2 separate regions of the Ovis aries genome follow, and region 1 is linked to region 2. A link is a contact called in public Hi-C data. All regions are on one chromosome and are shown on one strand. Each heading gives the region's core, a stretch centred on a gene start, on an enhancer-like site or on the middle of the called end of the contact. The rest is flanking DNA. Distances are from core to core; before and after follow the strand shown. Region 1 holds the start of AIFM1 (apoptosis inducing factor mitochondria associated 1). Region 2 overlaps ELF4 (E74 like ETS transcription factor 4).

What was found. A called contact is a pair of places that touch in the nucleus more often than the background predicts.
Region 1: a contact with region 2 is called in a Hi-C map of omental adipose tissue, with 2.0 times the contacts expected there. The contact joins the promoter of AIFM1 here to the enhancer-like site in region 2. A contact is called at or near these places in 3 of 16 Hi-C or Micro-C datasets (liver, muscle and omental adipose tissue).

What each region holds. Positions count from the first base shown.
Region 1 is chrX:114,021,573-114,025,008 of ARS-UI_Ramb_v3.0, reverse strand. It overlaps AIFM1 (apoptosis inducing factor mitochondria associated 1), which reads left to right and starts at 1,869. Exons shown (of 16, transcript XM_004022381.6): 1 at 1,869-2,091. The coding sequence starts at 1,986.
Region 2 is chrX:113,958,473-113,961,488 of ARS-UI_Ramb_v3.0, reverse strand. All of the region lies in intron 1 of ELF4 (E74 like ETS transcription factor 4), which reads left to right. Among named protein-coding and RNA genes, the nearest start is that of ELF4, 21 kb to the left of the region's middle. Within about 2 kb of position 1,333, at least 18 of the 54 cell types and tissues checked have an H3K27ac peak or open chromatin away from gene starts, as enhancers often do. A contact at or near this core is called in liver, where this site is marked.

The sequences.
Region 1 (3,436 bases), core at 620-3,119, 63 kb before region 2:
ACCCTGAATCATTTTCTCCCAATAAATATTGTTTCCTGGGTTAAATTTCCTAAAATGACATTGTAATTTCATTCTCGATCCCTAATTCCACTAAAAATAATAACTTCATCACCTACAATATTAGGGCCAAACTTTTTTGCCTGTTTGAATCTGGCCCCACCACATTCACCTATCCTTATTTACTTCCTAGTATGTACTCAAGCCATTGTCCCATGAAAATGTGGTGGGTTTTGTTTTATTCTTCCAAGCATTTTAAACAACATGGTGCTTCCTCTAAGATACTTTACAAATATTAGCTCATTTAATCTTCACAACAACCCTATGGGATTGGTAGATGAGGAAAGTGAGGCATAAGTGACTTGCCCCAAGTGGCAGAGCCAGGATTCAGCCTGGAGCAGACTGGATCCAAATTCAATGATGCTTAACCACTGAAAATATTAATTTTGGTCCAAAGTATTCACCATCTGAAACATCATTTCTTCTCCTCCACTGTCTATGTTAATTTTACTATTCATTCTTCAAGACAGAGCTCAAGTAACACTTTTTACATGAAGTCCTTCCTTAGCTATTCCATCCCGTACTATTTTCTCTTGCTCTGGCACTACATCAGATGTTATTATTTAAATGACCAATATCTCTCATCTCTCAACTAGACAGTGACCACTTCCTATACTTTTCATATCCCCCAGAGCTCCTTTCATGGCACAGTCCAAGTGGCAAGTGCTCAATAAATACTTGTTAAATGAACATGTAACTCAAGGGAGTAGGTAGGGAGGCTCAAGAGGTCAGGAAGATATATATATAGAGAGAGAGAGCTGGTTTAAGTTGTACAGCAGAAACTAACAACACTGTAAAGCAATATTTGCAGCACATTATATTCCAGTGTTATATATTTATATAATAAATTTAATTTATTGTATTTATTTATAATATTTCATTATTAAATTCATTATATTTATTTATATCATAGAGCAATTATATTTCCAATTATATGCCAATTAAAAATATGTAACTCAAAACTTTGAAAAAGGCGTATGTTTTGCATACTGCTAAAAATATTGTTTACATTTGTATTTTTACATTTGGTGGAGTCAAAAACACCTATTTACACTCAGTCCCTCATCCTGCTCCTCCCATAATTTTTAAAATCCGGCTTAGGATTTCTCTCACAGAAAGTTTGTGAAACACGAACTCTTTGCCAGCATCCTGCTCTCAAGCACGGAAGCCATAAGAGCAGGAGACTATCCGCAGCACCTGGGACAGCGTCTAAGACACAGAACTGCACGACGACAGATTTGGGAAAGAGAGCCCGTAATGATTCCTCCTCCAGGAAACAGGGGCTGGGTGGGAAAGCGCCAGCAACTTGTAAAAGAAGGAAGTCCCCTCCGAATCTGCATAGCCAGGTGCCCCGGCCGGACCTCCGGAAAAACTGGAAGTGGACTACCGTCAGAGAATCCGGAAGGCGTAGGACCTAGTAATCAGTGGCTTAAACATAAGAACAAACTGTGCTGGGGCCACGCTTTGTGAGGTGCCGTTACAGGTTCCCGCCCTCGACGCAGCGGCAGCACCGGCCACCACCTCCCAGCAAAGCGGCTTCACCGGCCCTCCTCAGACAGCTTTCTGAGCTCGCTTAGCGGAACACGGTGGCCCCAGCCCTTGGAAACTTGCAAGCAACTCCGCCTGGGGGCTTGCCAAGTGTTTGGACAGCTAGACGCCTGCGCCCAGCTTCTCCCCGTGCGGGCCAATTGCAATGCTGCGCCGAGCGCCACGCCTGCGCAGTAAGCCTCCAGTCGCGCGTCCCCTTCTCCAGCTCTGGCAGGCCGGCTTAGCTGTCCAATGCACACCCGGGGCTGGGAGGAGGAGCCTGCGTAGAGTGCGTGTGAAGGGAGCTGGGGGAGCGGGTCAGGGCCCAGGGTGTTTGACCCGTTGGTACGTGCGTAAGAAGAAAGGAGAGGAGGAGGAGGTCCAGGGTAGCGGTTGCCGAAATGTTCCGGTGTGGAGGCCTGGCAGCGGGTGCTTTGAAGCAGAAGCTGGCGCCCTTGGTGCGGACAGTGTGCGTCCGAGGCCCGAGGCAGAGGAACCGTCTCCCAGGTGACTGACCCATCCCGGGCAACCCCCACCTTGAAGAAGGGCCTGGGTTCCACAGGCTCCCTATGCCGCTCAGGGCTCCCCCCACCCTACCCTCATCCCTGGGGGAAAAAACTAAACACACTCACGATCGATCCTGTGAATTCCGAATTGGCGGGATCCAAACTGTGAGTTTCGCAAGCCGTGCCGACCTGACCTTCAAAGGATCTGAGCCCGGTAGTCGGCTTGAGGCCTCTTCCTGTGAGGGTTTGCTGTTCAGGGATAACAGAAGAGCTGGCTGTCTTGTATTGTCCAGTGCCACCTCCTGGCCACCCCCAGTTCGCCTTCTTGGAGCAATGAGGTCAAGTAGACTTTGTCATTTATTGATTGTGAGACTTGAAGCAGGACACAAGCCCTACGTCTCAATTCTTTCTGTAAATGAGCATGTAACCTGCTTACCTTCCAAACCCCAGATGAGATTCACAGATTTGAGTCCCTTGGGAAACAGAAATAGTGCAATGCAAGTAAGAAGTCTGTCCGCTGTGCGCCAGCCACCAGAAAGAGTTGGCCCAGAATTAATTTGAGTTGAGTTGGCCTGGTCAGTGTAATTCTTGATGGTCCCTAATGTTTCAAAGAAACAGTTTGCAGAACACATTGTATTTGCCCCCCGCCCATGAACTTGTTTTAGCAAATTTTAGAGCTGGAAGGGATTTCATGGTAAAATTCAACCCGCTCATTTTATAGATAATAAACCGAGGCACAGAGAGGTGAAATTACTTGCTCAAGGTCATATTCCTAATTAATAGGTAGAGCAGAGGATAGTTTGCCTGTCTCTAGGTCCCTAATCTTCTCGCCCCAACTCCACACTGTTTGCTAAAGTTTGATCTCAAAAGGTTAAGGATAAATCTGGTTTCCCTTTAAGCCCATTGGGCATCAGATATCCTTGAATTTATCTAAACATGTCTTGAACCTGCCAATTTTCAGCCTGCACAACTTCAAGGGGGTAAAGAATTATCCACCAGTACAGGGTGCTTGGTTTTGTTGGGGTTTTTTTTCATCAATAATCTTTGAATGGTCACCCAAGGATATTCATATTAGCAGTGTCAATATAGAACTGCCTTAAGGCCTTTTCAACATGGAACTGCTTGCTGGGTGCTTTTTAAAAAGTGGAAAATATTTCCCTTAGATTGTGAGAGCTTTATAAATGTACATTTGAATAGTTTTTCCAGTTGCTATCCCTCAAGAAATAGTTTCCTGATGGGTGTACCTTAGGTTTGTCCTAAGGCATGTTGCTCTTGAAACTTAACACTTCTGCCTTTGCAGAAGTTTGAAAAACTAGATTAGGTTTGGAAAACTAACATCCTGTCTA
Region 2 (3,016 bases), core at 84-2,583:
CTTAATGGGGTCCCCAGTCCCCTTTGGTCTCTGGGAGGTCACCTGTAACTTGTCATCTGAATGAGTGTGTTAATTTTCAAAGCACTTTTCTACCACCATCTTCATTCACCCGAGACACCCTGGTGAGCCCCTACTAGGCCTGGATTCCCCTCGGCCCTCACCCACTTTAAGGATGACAGAAAGCAGAGCCCAGAAAGATGGCTGACTTCCCTGTGGGCCCACCTCTTGTTGGGATGCAGCCGGGAGAAGGCTGATGGTCTCCTGGAGAAAGAGGAGCATGCGTCTCTGTGCTTGCAGCCTGGAGCCTTAACTGCCCCTCCATGGGGCCAGCTGTGGGGCTGGGAAGGCAGGGGCAAGCTTGCAGCTGAGAAAGGGCAGGGACAGTGGGAGAAGAGCTCCGGGCCTGCCTCACCGTGAGAGCTCTGACAAACCCTACAAGGAATCAGGCAGTGACCGAGGGCCAAGGAAGGAAACTGGGTTTCTTGTAAATGAGCACAGAGAAACCCCAATCAACAGAGCTTGCAAAACATTTATTTTTTTCCCTCCCTCTTCCTGATTTCATCTCAGATGGAGGGGGTGGTAGGAGGCAGGAACAGAGTAGAAGAAGCTGACAAAATCGCTGTGGCAAGCACCCCTTCACTGGGCATTTTGCTCAAGGAGGGGGGCTCGGCTGGCTGACTGGAGGCCAGCCCTAGTTGGACCAAGATTGTAGGGGAGTCCCACACTTGGGCTACTTCTGCTTGGTCCATGGCTGCAGACTGGACCCCTGGGTCTGACCTTCTGTCTCTGATCACGTGGTGCCGCGTGCAAATATGCTGCTTGATGACTATTAGCCGGAGGAGGGGCTGTTTTTAAGTGGAGGGTACAGCTATTCCTGGGGTAGATTCCACTTTGTTTGTGGTTGTGGGGGAGGAGTGTTGAGGGAGTGGGAAATGGCATGAAGGAAATTGTCACTTCCTTTCCAGAGAATTCCAGAAAGGTTTCAGGGAGGACGGGGTATTTCAGGAGTGAGGGCTGGCTGTGAGAGGATGAGGAACGTGAGAACGCTGCTCTGCGGGCCTGGCTGACCATCTGGCCCCCATGTTTGCTGGCGTGTGTGAAAATGCCACGGGTGTTATTAGCGATTCTGTGAGAGCCATTGGCTCGGCTGAGCGGCTGTAGATTTAAACTTGCTCCACGGAGACTGCGGACGTGGCTTTCACATTGGGGCTGTTTCCTGTGGAGGAGGCCCCAATGGGTGAGTGCTGGACACCGCTTGACGTGTTCCAGTGACAGCCCTAGAGAGGGTCTGAAGGGGGCCCAGCTGTGATGACGCAGAAACAGCCCAAACCACTTCTATTTTGCTATGTTGGTTTTGAAATGCAGTCACAACCACAGAGAGCCAGAGGTGTGCATTGCAAGCCCGGGATGTGGGCGCCTTCGCTTGCTTGCTCCCTCCTGTGGTGTGCCTGCACACACACATTCACACACGTTCAGTAGCTGGGGCCATATGCTCTCACAGAGGCTTTGCTTTCAGCCCAAGCAGGACAGGCCCTGGGAGCCAGGGATACTGCAGTGGCCTCAAAGGGAGCAGATCTCTTGCCACTCTGGGAGTGGACTTGGACTGGAGCCAGCTGTGAGGTTTGCAATGAAGGGTGGGGTGGGAGGAGCTCAGCACCGGTTACTATGGGTTACCAGGTGAGGCCAGGGTCCTTGTGGACCTCCCTAGCCCCCCACTCACCGATAAGGCAGTGTCCAGGCCTCTAGGCAGCTGAATCTGTGTCCCAGAGCGTCTCTGAGGAGGGGAGCCCCTGTGTGGGCCTCTCTGGCCTCCAGCAGGGCGGGCCTTCTGTGCTGGTGGCTTCTTTGGTTTCAGGTTCCTGGGAGAGGGAGGTTATTTTGAGGGACTTGGGGGAGAGTGAGTGAACATGCAAATGACTGCTCCCCACCTCTCACTTTCAAATCCTCAAACATCTGAAGGGGGAAGGGTGAAAGCTTCTGGACTGGAAGGTTCCATAGGGGTGAAGGGAGAGTTTTCTTAGCCTTGACCAAGAGAGTAGGACAGCCAATCCGGCCCTACACACACACACACACACACACACACACACACACAGAGTTCACCTTAGCTTCAGACTTGAAGAATCCTGAATTTGGATACTGAGATATGCTGATACTTAGAGAAGGCAACTGGATTTGCCTTTCTTTTATTTCAAATCTCTCTTTGCATTGATGGCTAAAGGCTCCATCCAATCTAGTGCAGAGCTGCCTTCCCTCTCCTACCACACCCCCCCTAGCAGAGTGGACCCTGGGGGCTCACCCCTAGGATGCATGGGCCACATACACATTCTGCTCTGGCATGCTCTCCCTGGGAAGCAAGAGGATTTTGAATTTTCCATGTGGGGGGGGGGGCTGGGCAGTGGTGGCCGCTAGGCCCCGCCCCAGCCCACTTCACCACAGCCAGCTTCTACCAGCCGGCAGCAGCTAGTATTAGCTCGAGCTTGTCATTCTCACGGAGGCAGGCCTGGAGGAGGAGGAACTGATGACCGTGCTTGTGGCTCTGCTGGCCCGACCAGGACCGAAGCCCTTTGACACACAGAGGCTCTCACGCACTTGTCCCCACACCCGGCACATACATATTATCTGCAGTGTGCTCGCACACCCACAGGGAACTCCCTCCCCAACTCCTGCTCCTGGTTGTAAATTACCATGCAAAAATACACAGACATAGCACACACACAGCGCACAAGTTTCTCTCTTTCCTGTAAGCTAGACCACTGGACACCCACCCCACACCCAGTATACACATGCATATACTTACAGGCCAGAGAACACACCCCACCTCACTGGTACCGACTGACCAGTGTCATTCATTAATGTGATCGTTCCACCAACACACATTGGGCATCTACCACATGCTAAGCTTCATCAGTGAGGAGCACCTGCGTCCCTGCCCTCAGTGAAGCCGCTTTCTAATGGGGGAGGTAAGGAAGGCGCCCAGAAGTTCCCCAGGCAGAGAGCTCACAAACATCAAACACTG